Regions from separate parts of the Hordeum vulgare genome. Here region 1 is linked to region 2. The links are chromatin contacts, called in public Hi-C maps. All regions are on one chromosome and are shown on one strand. The core of a region is the stretch at or near the end of the contact, and the rest is flanking DNA. Distances in the headings are between cores, read along the strand shown. Region 1 has its middle 110 kb from the start of LOC123443707. Region 2 has its middle 41 kb from the start of LOC123443707.

The links. A called contact is a pair of places that touch in the nucleus more often than the background predicts.
Region 1: a Hi-C map of leaf shows a contact between it and region 2, with 2.7 times the contacts expected there. The contact joins two enhancer-like sites. A contact is called at or near these places in 3 of 6 Hi-C or Micro-C datasets (leaf and seedling).

What each region holds. Positions count from the first base shown.
Region 1 is chr3H:307,992,753-307,999,948 of MorexV3_pseudomolecules_assembly, reverse strand. No RefSeq gene overlaps it. Among protein-coding and RNA genes, the nearest start is that of LOC123443707, 110 kb to the right of the region's middle. Within about 2 kb of position 4,273, at least 1 of the 3 cell types and tissues checked has open chromatin away from gene starts, as enhancers often do. A contact at or near this core is called in leaf, where this site is marked.
Region 2 is chr3H:307,922,757-307,929,950 of MorexV3_pseudomolecules_assembly, reverse strand. No RefSeq gene overlaps it. Among protein-coding and RNA genes, the nearest start is that of LOC123443707, 41 kb to the right of the region's middle. Within about 2 kb of position 5,805, at least 1 of the 3 cell types and tissues checked has open chromatin away from gene starts, as enhancers often do. A contact at or near this core is called in leaf, where this site is marked.

The DNA.
Region 1 (7,196 bases), core at 3,024-5,523, 72 kb before region 2:
CATCCACCCCGAGGGCCAAACCCGAACTACCAGCTCGCGACCATGGGCTAGATCCGAGCATATTTGGCCGGGCGGCACCACCGCCAGCAGCAGCAGCAGCCTGCGCACGCCGCCAGCCCAGCCCCCAGCCCGTGCTGCCGCGTCGTCACCTCCAACGGCCTGCGCTGTAGAAGAGGGGGGCGCCCACGACCTGTGTCGTCCGCGACCCTTGCCGCCAAAGAAGAAGCATAGCTGGCCGCCGCCATCACCCTAGGCACACACCGCCACCGCGCCACCCGTCGTGTCGCCGTTGCTGACGAGCCGTTGTGGCGCTCGACAACAGCGCCACGCCCCGGCCAGGGGTGTTGGCCCGCGCTAACCCCATCGCGCGGGAGGACGAGGATGCCCTGCCGCCGTCGACGTTGGTCGGCCTTTGCCGGACCGGCCCCTCTAGCGATGACGAGGAGGAGGAATGAGGGGGAAGGACCGACGACGCATTTTAGGGTTCCCTCCGTGTCGCCACGCGGGGGCGACGTGGGAGGGATGCGAGGTTTCTCTCCTATCTCTTGCGTGTGATCATTTATGATTGGATGGGGTGGCCGATGGTCCAGCATGCGAATAGGAAGATGGCATCACACTCACTCCTGAGATATTTCTTCCTTCCAGAGGTGAGGTTGCATGAGATTACACCACGGGAGGACCCTCCTCCGAAAACCGGTGGCAGCGTTGCTTTGTGGGGTACAGCCGTGTCGGCATCAAGGAATTCAGTTGTGCGGCCGAGATTGGTCTCATGTCTCACCCTTTCAACGCTACCGAATGAATGGATGAGGTGAAGAACCCTGATGGGCCATCGGACCTCCAAACGTCACCCGCGACATCACTCGGAGAGAGAATCCTTTGCCTTTTGACGATGGTGACAGTGACATGTCATTTCCTTTTCAGCCGCCGTCACCGTGAAATACTGAGTGCGGGGTTACTCCTTTAATTATTTTTTCTCTCATTTCTGTTCGTCTTTTTCCTTGTCAATCTTTTCCGGTTGGATAACGTGATTACTATTGCTTGCGTGAGTAGGAACCTCCACAAATTCCATGTCAAAAGAAGGAACCACCACCGATGGACAAAGTAAAGTTTGTGGGTGAAATGAGACACAAATTTGTTTCCATTGCATGATAATATACTCCATTCGTTCCAAAAATAAATATCGTTGACTTAGTATAAAATTTATATTAATTTAGTTATAAATTTGCGATACTTATTTTGAGACGGACAAAATACTTGCTCCAATTGACAAAGAAAAACAACATCACAAGGAGCTACAAACCCCCCTTCCACCTCCCCCCTCCCCCTCCCCCCTCTCGTTCGATCGCTCGTCCTCCGCGGGCGACGGGCGAACCTTAGCTCCCATCCCCTCCTCCTCCCTCTCTCTTGCCGCCTATGCCGCCGTGGTCCGTCGGGTCTTGCCCACACGACACTGATGGCGGTGTGTCGGCCTTTTCCTGTGCTCGCGGGGATGGCGTGGGGGCTCCTGACGGCTACGGTGTGAGTCGCCCGGCCGCCGTCTAGTTCGGCAGTGTGGATCCCGTGGGCTTGGGGTGGTCCTCGATGAGACGGCGGGCGACATGGTGATGCGGGCATGGACGGAGGCGCCCACTCTGCCCAAATCTGGCCCCCATCTAGGTAGGGGCGGGCCGGTTGTTCTCTCCTTGGCCGCGTAGCTCCTTTAGATGAAGGTAATGTGTCGGTGGACTCCTGGTGGTGGCGGCGCTGCCCATCCGCGTGCTGCAGCGCGGAGGCATGGTTGGGCTAGTCGGGCCCCGGTGCCGCGACCGATTGATTGTCGTGTGGGCGGCGGAGATTGTTCCCTCCCACTTGGCGGCGTGGCTGCTAACCCCGATTTCGTTGTCCCCGTCATTTTCTTCTAGGCCTCGTGTTGGTGTCCATAATCACACGTCAAGGATGGCATCGTGACCGTGGTGACGCATGCTGGTGGGCAACAGCTAGGTGGAGCACTGCAGATCGTTTGGGGTGGTGGCGGGGTTTTGGGGATTGTGAGAAATTCCGGTTGGCTTGTCCGACACCGACCCTATGATGCTTGTGGGTGATATCATTCCTTCTTGTAGGGCCTCGGTGTACTGCTTGTCGACTACCCTCTGCATATGGGGGGAAACCCTAGGACTAATCTGGACAGAGGCGACGGTGTCGTTGCCGCTTTCCTTTTTGAAGGTGCTACTTGGTACACGGTGTTTGAGAGTGCTACGAACACGGTGAGACTTCTCCGAAGGGCACAACAGCTCCGGTCATCTTCTTTTCGTCGATTGCTGGTGTTGACAGTTTGGTTGTGTTGCGGCCTCGGCAAGCTAGTTGTATGGTGTGTTTGGTCGGTGCTCTATAATGTAAATAGGGAGAAAACCTTTTATCGGCATAATATGCTTGCTCAGTTCAGATTTATTATACTCTTTTGTATTTTGGATCTGTTTTCTAGTACCATTTAAATGAGTAATAACGAAATAATACATTTTTGATCCATATTACCTGTATTAGATTTGTAAAGATACGAATATATCTAGACATGTTTTAGTGTTACATGCATCCATATACCGACAAATCTAAAACAAAGAGTAATATGGATTGGAGGGAGTGGTATGAAGTATATATTGCACTATAGAGTACTAAATGCACTCGACATACAAGTGGCGGACATAAAGCATAGAACGGAGCGGCTTTTTCCCTCTCCTGACCACGACCCTGTCGTCCCCGTGGGTGGCCGGCTGCGCCCGGCGTTTCCCTCCGCGAGCCCTCCTTTCTCCCTCCTCCCAGTCGCCGTCCTAGACACCCGTCGCGGGCCTGGCCCGGGCAAAGCTGGCGGCGGCAGCCCTTGGCCTTTCCCCTCCCGGGGCTCCTCTGACGCGGGCCGAAGCGACTCCGGACGATGCATGTGGGTGGCAGCGGTCTTGCGCGATAGCAGGGTTTCTTGGCGCGGGCAAGGGCGAGTTGTGGGCGACAGCGGTCTTACGCGGCGGCGGGGTTTCTGCGCACGGGCAAGCACGACCACTGGGCGTCGGCGTCTCCGTTGGTGACGTGGTGATGCGGCGGCGTGGGCTCACGACGCTCGCCAAGCCCAGACCTGGGCCCTTTGGGCCCATCTAGGTCGGGGCGGGCCGGCTGCACGGCGTGGCGTCCGCGTGGCCCTCGAGAGGTGGTGGCGGTGCATATGGCTGGTGGTGGGTCGCGGCTCGGTTGCCGGCGTGCAGCAACATGGTGGACGCAGCTTTGCGGGCCTGATCTAGGCCCGGGTGGCCTGGTTTGCCTCGGTGGATGCGTCCAGACGGCAGGCCGCGTCGGTGCTGGAGGAACAGGCCTCCGGCGCGACGGCGGTGGAGGTGGCTCCCTCCCGTGCGGCTTCGATGCTTCTGTCGTGCCTCTGGACGATCCTTGCCTCTCCTCTTTTGACTTCGTGGTGGTGTTCGCAGCGGGGCAACGTGGTTGGGTCCAAGAGCGTGGTGGTGCGTGCTTGTGGGTGGCTAGTTGGCTGAATGGCTCCGGTTCGAACGGGTGACGGTGATTGGGGTGCGGGAGAAGTCCCTGGCGGTTCACCCGGCTCCGACACGGCGACGCCTTAGGGTGTCGTCATTCCTTCTTGTAGGGCGTTAGTGCTATCCATCCCTTGCTCGAGGTCGCGTGCCGGGGGAAACCCTTGTCGGGCAGCAGCATCGTTGGCATCGCATTCCTTGTTGAAGGTGTTGCTTAGGTACACGACGGTTCGACGCCATGGCGCGAGGTGGGACACACACGAAGGACAAAGTGGTGGTGGATAATCCGTGTTTGCCGAGCTGCCATTGTTGATAGGTTTTCTTTTCCTTTTGAAATTGGTATATTGTTTGCCCCACCAGTTATCTTCTCGTCGATTTTTGTTGTTTTATAATATAAAACGGGAAAAAGCCTATTTGGAGATAAAGCGTAGCATAAATAGGGTACGAGTGTATAGGACCAGGAGACGAGAGAAGTTGAAGATCAGAGAAGTATTCCCAAGTGACGAGGATCTTTCACTCCATTAATTATAGCAGAAGCGTAACGTATCCAATCGCTCCAGCCTCCGCGGATGGTTCGTGGTTGGATAACAGCATTTAGTTTGAAAATGTTGATGCATCAAGTGGCAATAGGATAACTGGGCAAGGATTCATCAGCATTTAGTTTCATGTCCCTCCTATTATTCATCTACTAGTAACTGCTCAGAGATTCAGGTGGGCCGTCCGTTCCATAAGCATGTCCCCTTCATGGATGGGAATGGGATTGGTTGTCGATTTCCCCCACTGGAAGGCAGACAAAACAGGGCAACGAATAAAGATATATGAAAGCAGCTCACAACGAGCTAGTGGAAGAAATGAGCAGGAAACACAAACAAGGTGCTACTCGTAGTAGAAGAGATGGTACCATCCCAATCCCATTGGTAACGTAAAAGGAGAAGCCGTCGCACCATTTGAAAATATCACAAGTGGACGAGCTTTCATGGAACCCGGTAGCCCACAGTACCCCGTTGATTGCAAATACCTTGTCGAGTATTACTGCTACAATTTTTCTTCTCTTGCACTCTACACCTTCCATACTTTCTGAAAACAGAACGTTCGCCTCATTCTATCTATAAAGCAACAACCAAACAAAGTAGATGGTCAAATAATATAAAATGGTGAGATAGGCCTCTTACAAAGACCATCCAAGATACTCGGATCACGTAGAACGCGACTATGCTACCAACACATAATACAGGAAGCTCTAAACACACGAGCACGCATCGGCCTATTACACCTAAACTCCACGACAACGCCCTCAAGAGGAAGAACGGCGTCGACCGTCGTCGCTGTCGAGTCCACAACAGACAAAGGTTTTTACGTGGGGCCCTCATACGAAGAGAAGAACCAAGAAGACGTCTTCAAAAAAAGTGTGGCACCCACAGACGTCGTCGTCATCGATGTCGAGGCACAGGGCTTTCGCTTGGCAACTCAAGCATGTCACCAAGAGGCCGCAAGGACGAACGTACCGAGGTCAAATCCCTAGATCCGGATCAGGGCGGCCCCATGTGAGGGCACAAAGCATGCGTGAGCCACCCTTCACTACCCCTTTCGTTGCCCACACAACCCGGAAGGAGAGACACCACCGCCACGATGGTGCCCGCCGAAGAGCCTCCCATGTGGACCACCATACCGGCTTGCCGCCCCGGCATCCCTGCCACCAGACATCGTGCTTCGTTCACTTTCCCGGGCACTCAACCACAGAAGAAGGAGCAAAGGCACACCATCGACTCCTACCCTGGCATCAATCACCAAGCATGGATAGGCGCATCCACCGAAAGAAACACCATACCTGCATCCTTAGCCAATCCTAGTGGACTAGGGGGGACACGACTGTGTCCACGGCCGAAGCCCAGGCCACATGGCACAATCACTACTCGGCCAGTTAATATAAACATAATTGTTCTCTATCATCCACTATCAAGAAAGCATATTTGAGATATAAAATGCAACTCTAATAGTTTCGCCAAAAAGTTGATCGGCAAAATAGTTGCAGCGACGATCGCTAAGAAATATGCACGCTCTAAGAGCCAATGCGCAAAGTCGGGATTGCTAAAACACTACCTCCATATTTCTCTTTAATTTCTCTCCCATTGCATTCGCATTACTTAATTGGAGTATGGTGCGGACTTTCGTGTGGTGGATGCGGAGCTTTCGTGGGATGTCCTTGCCACTGTTGATGGCTCACACCCGGTCATCGACACCACAGCGGCGGCGGATGACAAAGTTGTCAGAATCGCGACTCAAGTCTTAGAATCTTATGACTTTACGATCCAAACTAGCCCCCCCCCCCAATTCAATGATTTTTCTCATATAATCTAAGTTTCTACAATCCTATTGATCCTGATAGTTATGATTCTATGATCCACGATCCTACCAGTGAAGCTCCGATCCGATTCAAAATCTCGATTCTAACATCTTTGATGCGATCCTAGCGGAGTTCGAGCTCTACCCCACAGACATCTTGATTCAGGCGTCCTATCCGGGGGATTTCTTGGTGCTATGCAGGGACATGGCCACACGTGACAAGCTGGTGGCTGGCGGCTGGCGGCCGGGCATCGACGAAGTAGTTCTTGCCATCCCTCGAGCCGGGAATTCGACAGGCAAAAGCCACAAGCATCTCCATGATGTTCCTGGTACCCATGGTGCTATGGGGCATATCAGCGAACGCCTCGACACGGCGAACGACGGAGGCAATGCTCTCGGGGGCTGGCCATCGTTGTCAAGGTAGCGGATTCCACAACGCGTCGGCAAGACATGTCGTTGTGTTTGGTTGCGCATAGATGACCCTACTCGGATCCCTTGTCGGTGCATCCTTGTGGTGGAGGAGCCAGAACAACGGTTAGTCCGGGTGGAGGATGATGCGGTGGATGCCTTGTGGTATCCCATCAAGATCTTTGAGGAGGCATCGTCGATTGCTCCAAGACTTGCGCCACGAGACTATCCGCCATCGTCGCCGCCGTCTGATGGCATGGACTCGGAGGATGTGATGGAACGTCGTGGGAGGAGTGGTTGCTCGCGGACCAGGGGCAAGCAGCGCATGGGCGCCGAAGTTGCCCTGCAGTACGACCATGATCCGTCGTCCCGAGCGCGTTCGTCGGCCGGCTCGGGGTCGCCGGCCAGATAGCAGTGAATTCAAACAACAACTATGGACCGTATGGTCAACCAAGTGGACCAGGTGGGGCCACGTCAAATTGAGGACTCACGGAGTTTGCACAAAGCGCCTGGAGTCAAACGAGGCCTCGACGCGTGGCCAATGTCGGGGAATCTTCTTTGTAAAGTGGATGGGAGGCGCACGCACCTGCAACATCGTCTTGCACTTCTAGACTAGTGGTGGGCGAGGCGACAGCCACGGATCGAACGCCAGTAGGCGAGGGGTCCTTTGTCTCGATCAACCAGTCATTGGAAGGTGGAGCCGTTGGCCAATCGGTGGTAGCTACAAAGGGAGAAGGTCGGACCCTCGAGCCGGTGCTGGAAACCAGGAGGACCGCAGATTCGCAGTCTCATATCCTCATTGGTTCATGGGATCTGGTCGTGCAGGCCCACTCGGAGTTGATGGTGGACCCCATACACTTGCTGCCCGAGGACCAGTTTAAGGACGACGACACGAATAGCTTTTGTAGCTTTTCCAGTTGTGGCTCTTTAGCAGGA
Region 2 (7,194 bases), core at 4,556-7,055:
ACCATGATCATCTATTGACTAACAAGCTAGCCAACTAGAGGCTTGCTAGGGACACATTGTGATCTATTTATTCACACATGTATTACTGTTTCCTGTTAATACAATTATAGCATGAACAATAGACGATTATCATGAACAAGGAAATATGATAATAACCATTTTATTATTGCCTCTAGGGCATATTTCCAACAATATCAGTAGCCCCGAAGTGGGATTTTGCACTGGACATGGAGGCCCTAGGTCTTTCCATGTGTGATCTCACGCACTTTGAGGTCCCCTTCTCAAGCGAGGAGGTGGAGAAGATGGTGAAAGGTACGTCGCTCTATAAGGCACCGGGGCCGGATGGGTTCACGGGGCGTTTCTACGCATTTTGTTGGCATATCATTAAGGACGACCTTATGCGGGAATTGGAGCACTTCTTCCACGGAGATGAGCGTGGAATGGTCGCGGTTAACAAAGCGATTGTCTCCCTGTTACCTAAGAAGAGTGGGGCAATGGAGCTCAAAGACTACAGGTTTGTGAGCCTCATCCATGGCGCGATTAAGATCTTGGAGAAGGTGTTGGCAACGCGGTTGGATGCGGAGCTGTCGCATCTTGTAGGCAAACAACCAAAGCGCGTCTGTGAGCGGGAGATCTCTCCACAACAATTTCATGCTCGTGCAATGCACGACGCGCCGCCTCCATGTGCTGCGAGACCCTGCGGTACTACTAAAGCTGGACATATTGAAGGCGTTTGACACCATCCAGTGGCCTTTTCTTCTCGAGGTTTTGAAACAGATGGGCTTCGGTGCAAAATGGCTCCATGGATTTGTGGGATCCTAGCAACATTATCGACTAGGATTGCGGTCAACGGAGTGCCGGTAGAAGCCATCTTCAACTGTTGCGGCTTGCGACGAGGGGATCCAATATCCCCAATGATGTTCATCATGTGCATTGAGCCCCTCCACATGTTGTTCCACAAGGCAATGGCTTCCGGCATACTCAAGCCCCTAGCACGCTCGGGCCTCAAGCAGCGGCTATCAATGTTCGCGGATGACATCACGATATTCCTCAAACCCACTATGAGTGATCTAGCTGCTTATGATGCCATCCTTCACGTCTTTGGTGAGGCTTCCAGCCTCCAAGTCAGTATGACGAAGAGCGCGTCCCTACCCATCCGGTGCTCCCAGAAGGATCTAGTCCAAGTGTGCGCCACCCTTCGGTGTCCGAGCACCGCATTCCCATGCAAGTATCTTTGCCTCCCTCTCTCCATAAGGAAGCTCACGACAGTTCAGTGTCAGGGCCTCATGGATCAGCTTGCAGCACGTCTACCGCATTGGAAAGCGGCAACTATACCCAAGAGCAGTCGATAATTACTAGTACAATCCGTCCTCTCAGCAATGTCGGTCCACTCAATGTTGGCACTTGATCTGCCCTCGAAGACTCTGGCTGCCCTAATCAAGATTTGTCACGGGTTCTTTTGCGAAGGCAAGGCGGATGCGCGAGGAGGTGCGTGCGCGGTGGCCTAGGAGAGAGTGTGCACTCCTAGGTGGGCCAAAGGCCTAGGTATCCTTGACTTGTGATGGATGAATGTGGCCCTCTGGGCCAAGTAGCTCTGGTTGAGTAGGGCTGATCAAGATAAGCCTTGGTTAGAGTTTATGTTCTCTATACCAAAGGAGTCCAGGAAGATATTCCTAGTGGCGACACGAGCAATGGTCGGTGATGGGAGGAATACACTGTTATGGGAGGATCGATGGCTCAACGGCTATCGAATGCAGGAGCTTGCACCGTGAATCTATAAGAGGATTCCAACCAGAACATGGAGGTCGAGAACATTATATGAAGCAGTCACTATGGAGAGATGGGCCATAGATATTGAGCGAGCGCTAGGCGAGGACACCCTCGCGGAGTACTTGGAGGTCTAGCCAAGGGCTGCGGTGGTGCAACTGGATGAGCGGGCTGATCGCTTCATCTCGTCCTGGAAGAGCGGCGACACGTTTTCGGCCAAGTCTGCCAATGCGGCCAAATCCGCAAGCGAGAGGTCTCCCCAACCGCGTAATTCACATGGCACTCGCGGACCCCGCTTAGGTGCAGATTCTTCGCATGGCTTGTGATCATGAACCGGTGTTGGACTTCTGATAGATTGGCGCAAAGAGGGCTGCCGCACCAGGCCATGTGCCCTTTTTGCCACCAGCACGATGAGACGATCAACCCTCAACTCATCGAGTGCCCGCTCCCGAGGGAGGTATGGGCAAAGGTCTTCTTTGCCCTAGGAATACCGCACGGTGAGCCGTAGCCAGGGGAGACACTGCAGTGATGGTGCACTAGGCAAGATATGCACGGGCGCAGCATAGAGATGGTTTGGACCGTGTGCCTCCTCGCCATGTGGGAATTATGGAAGCATAGAAATGCCATTGTATTTGATGATGCGACGGCATGTCTGCAGCAGGTTTTGTGCCGGATCGCGAGTGGGAGTAGGGTGTGGATGCAGGCGGGCCTAATCCGAGGGAACCTAGAGGCGTTCTTTGGGGTGACGTTGGAGTGGGCACATAGCGAGTAGTCCGTGGAACGCATTTGAGGTGGAGGGAGTCGTAACGCCATGTAACACCTAATGTAATGAAACCGCGGAGGGCTCTTCCCCCTTTCCTTCTTTAATATATGATATGCACACTCGTGCGCATATGAGAAAAAACTTAACTAAAATTGTGGAGGGCGCTCCATAGTATCCCTCTCGTGCTCCAAATATGGAGCGTGGAAGGTTAGATATGTAGCTCCTTCCATAAATTATGGCAATTCTAACGGATATGACGACTCTTTTAGAATAAAATTCTGCACCTCTATCATAATACTGACAGTTATTATGCAGCTCAAGGGGCTTTTGATGATTATGCTACCCACACTCTAAAAACATATAAGCAGTTTTAACATGCTTCCTCTTGTCCTTTTTTTCCAAAAAACTATTTTTGTCCCACTATATATATAAAGCAACAATCCACAACAACACGATACAAACTCACACCAAGACAACACATGGACACGCCCAAAACATGATACATAAGTTTTTATCGCAGCAACATCATCCCTAGCACTACAAGAGCAATCACGGACAAAGCCCCATACGATGAATGAACCGTGGGCTTTAAGGCGGCGCCTTCAGGAAGGAAACAACACCAAAGTGTCGCCACCGCCCGATCCGGTGATTAGAGTTTCCCCTGGAGCAGCACGACGAGCGATGAGAGCTGCGATGACGCCTTCAAGAAGGGAACGCGATGACGCCTTCAAGAAGGGAACGAGCTTCATCGCCGCCAGTTCGTCCGAAGATAGAGCAGGTTTTCACACCGACCAACACTTACCGCGATTGATCGCCACATCATGTGTGCTACGCCGCCCACATGACCATGGCCATTGGGCGGCACCAAGCCACGGGCTCTTCCCATCAGCACCGCGCAACCACCTCACCCAAGATCTGCCGCTACCCCAACCAAAGACATGAGCGAAAAGGAGCCGCCTTTTCCACCCCTGGGCAACCCCCAACACCGAGACCCAAAGGCCGGCCAGACTGGCCTCCGTCGACTCGTCCTGCAGCATTGGGCGTGAGACGAGCGTGGTCCAGCGGCACTGTGTGCGAGACGAGGTCGGTCTTGCTGCACCATGCACGAGACGAGCTCGGTCCTACACACTAGGTCCTGCCACACCGGACGCGGGATGGGCGATGGACCACAGCCGGTAGCGACCCAACCCTTCGATAGAAGTAGTGCCTGAGAGACAAGGAGATAAAGCGAAGGTCGACATGGTCCAACCGCAGACGAGCCAACCCCGCAGTAGAAGTCGGCCATCACAGCGGGCAGAGCCTCGAGCCACCGTGTAGCGTCGTGCCACCCGGGAGGCCACCGCCCATGCGTCGGGCCTCCCCGCGCCGCCGCCCATGGCCGGAGCAGCAGCCAAGCCGGGCCGGTGCCCCAACCCGCGTGGCACGGCGAGGTCCAAGCATCGGAGCCACTAAGCACGCACCCGTGCGACCAGCCGTCGTTGCCAACCCTCAAGAGAGGAAGGGGAGAGATGCCATCCACACCCCCAAACCTGGCTGATCCAGATCGAGGAAGGAGAGGCCCAATCTCCCCACAAGCCCAAGCCACCACGGGGCCGCCACCACGCCACGCCCACATACCCAGACAATCCGTCGGCTGCCTCCCGCATCGCGCACAGCTGGCCCGGAGCCAAATCCTGTTGGATCTGGTCAGGAAACCATACGTGCGCACGCCACCACCTGAAGACACCACCAGCGCAGTCGCCATGCCACGTGCGAGCTGCAGGCCGATGCTGCGCCGTAGAGGCCAACCACCGACGTCGTCCCGCGCGCCCGTTGCTGCGCCGGAAGGCCCCGTGCTAGCCCGCTATCCCTACCCGAGCCGTCGTCCCGCGCCAACAGAGCACCGCGCACAAGGGAAACAGAGCCCCGTCTCCGCCTACGTTGGTTGGGCTTTGCCCGTCGGCTCCCTGCGGCGGCGGCGGGGGGGAGAGACGGGAAGGGAGGAGGAGGGGTCGTCGCTAGGGTTTGCATCTGGTCGCCTGTAGGGACGACACGGGAGGGGTGGAGGGAGGACTTTTCGCCTGTTTTCACATGAAAGGTAAGAGTGTATAATAAGATGTGAACCATATCAACTAGTTGCCTAATTAACTCTTACTTTTTTACCACAATGTAAAAAGATAAAGTAAGAGGCAACATGTTAAAATTTGCCAAAAACATATAGACCGGCTGGCCGACTCGTGTAAGGGGATAAGGGGTAGCGATGAGTGGTGACCATGGTGGGCTTGTTTAGATAATAGTATGTCAAGCTTCTTTACTAATTAAACATCAAAATTACAGCTTAATTCATCTAGCAAACATAGTTGGTCCCTCCTTGATTTTGTCCAAGCTTTGCCACTGTCACATACAACACTCTTTTCATATCACCATGCTAAGATAATCAAGACGAAACTTGAACAAATGAAAATGAAAATGTGGACCAAATTGAGGTTCACAACAATACTGTATAATCCTTGAAATTTAATAAACCAACTTCCCAAATAAATATATCGATATTTTTCCACCAAAAATCTGTCTGGGTTCAATGAACTTGATTTTATGGTGCTATTTGCAGGAAAGCAGACGACCACCGGTTGGTGATCACAATGTATCTCACAGGACAAACAAATACATGTCTCGAAGTTCTAAAACCAGGGTAAGCGACAAGATTCTCTCTTAAGCCAGATAAAGCAAATATGCAAGAATGTATGTGGACTCACATTGATATGGCAGTTTTTTAATTAAATAGATCCAGTTAATTTACTGTCAGTAGTTCAATCATAGAGAACCCTCTATCTAGCTAACCATGAATATACAATATCTTAGTGAAAGAGACGTGTGAATAATAAAATATATTCTGTCTCAGTCCTAAAAGTTGACAAAATTGCCAACTTACTATCACCTCATGTTGTCTATTCACCCGTTGTTTGCCTTTCAAAAAAGAAAATAATAATATTGCACAATTAACTATAACCCTGTGAAAAAAGAATCTAGTGAATATAGGCACAACTATACATGGGCATATGTCCGGCCAGGCTTCAGGCCGGACCAAAAAAAACCGATGCTGAAAACCCAGCCCGAGCCCGGCCCGGCCCAACTGTCGGGTTTAAATATTGGGCCCAAGCCCGACAAAGCCCGACAATGCCCGTTTGGCCTGGCCCGTTCACGACTTAATTTTTGTTTTCTATGGGCCAGAGCCAGGTCGGCCCGACTATAGGGCTTCATTTCTAGGCCCGTGCCCGACCCGATGGCATGGCTAGGCCCGGCCCAGCCTCGGATTTTTGTGTCGGGTCGGGTCGGGCCGTCCAGGCTAGGCTGTCCATGACCAGGTATAGGCACAACAAAGTAAACTGACTTCTTGGAGCGTAACAAAAGAAAAGAACATGGTATCCTCTCGCTTTCCACAAAATTTATGGAATCTCCAACTTTTGTTTACTAGAAAAATTATGGAATCTCCAACTTACTTTCCTTTACTGTTTCGAAAAATAAATCACTTTTTCTGTCTGTACTTACCATTTTAAAGGGATATAAAACCCATTAGCTAAATCCAGACTAAATAAAAATCTGAACACCGGCAATATATGGTCAGTACTAAGGGCAGATTTTCCCCCATTATGCATCCATTTGCAATGCCTATACACAAACTTCAATAATATTGCAATGGTGCCCAATCAGTGCGCCAACCTTGGTTTGGCCCGCATCACCCAGGGGTTGCCAGCTATCAAGGCTTCCTTTCCGCTCCGATATTTTGGGGCTCCCACTCTGGGTGTGGAAGTTGCAGCTTGTTGACCTGCAATTTCTTGTAGACAAGGTGGCAAGCAAATTGACAACTTATTAGGGCCAAAACATCACCACCATCGGGCGTGCAGCGTTTGTCAAGTTGGTGCTCGCTTCTCAAGTGATCTACTCCCTCCGTAAACTGATATAAAAGCATTTAGATCACTATTTTAGTTATCTAAACACTCTTATATTAGTTTACAGAGGGAGTACTTCATTACGCCCCTTGTCGTCCAACCTACGATCCTGCAGAACATTGACAAACTTAAGCGGACCTTCCTGTGGTCAGGGTCCGAAAAGACAACAGAAGCAAAATGCAAGGTCAATTGGGACATGGTTAGTCGTTTGCTTATGGTGGACATGGGGTCCTCAACACCAACAAGTTCGTACGGGGCCTGCGCTTGCGGTGGCCTTGGTACGAGTGGAAGGATCCCACAAAGTTGTGGATAGGGAGTGGGAACCCGTGCGACATGGAAGACCTTGAGTTCTTCTATGCTTGTACTACCGTTACGGTCGGGAATGGTGCAAGGACTCCATTATGAGACTCTCCTTGGCTTCTAGGCCGCAAGCCTAAGCATATCGCTCAGCTCATTTTTCAGTCCTCCTCCCGTTAGCGTTGGAAGGTACAGGAGGCCCTTAAGGAAAGCGTGTGGATCCTCAAAATCAAACCGCCTTCATTGGTTTCCATTGAGCATGTCACACAATTCTTTACCCTTTGGATGCTTTTACATGAGGTGCAGCTTGATGAGCGTTTGGAAGGTGTGGGCACCACCGGAAGTCAAGTTCTTTGTCTGGCTTGCACTTCAAGACAGGCTCTGGACGGCTGGCAGATTGGATAAGCGAGGATGCCCAAATTGTGGCCCTTGCCCCCT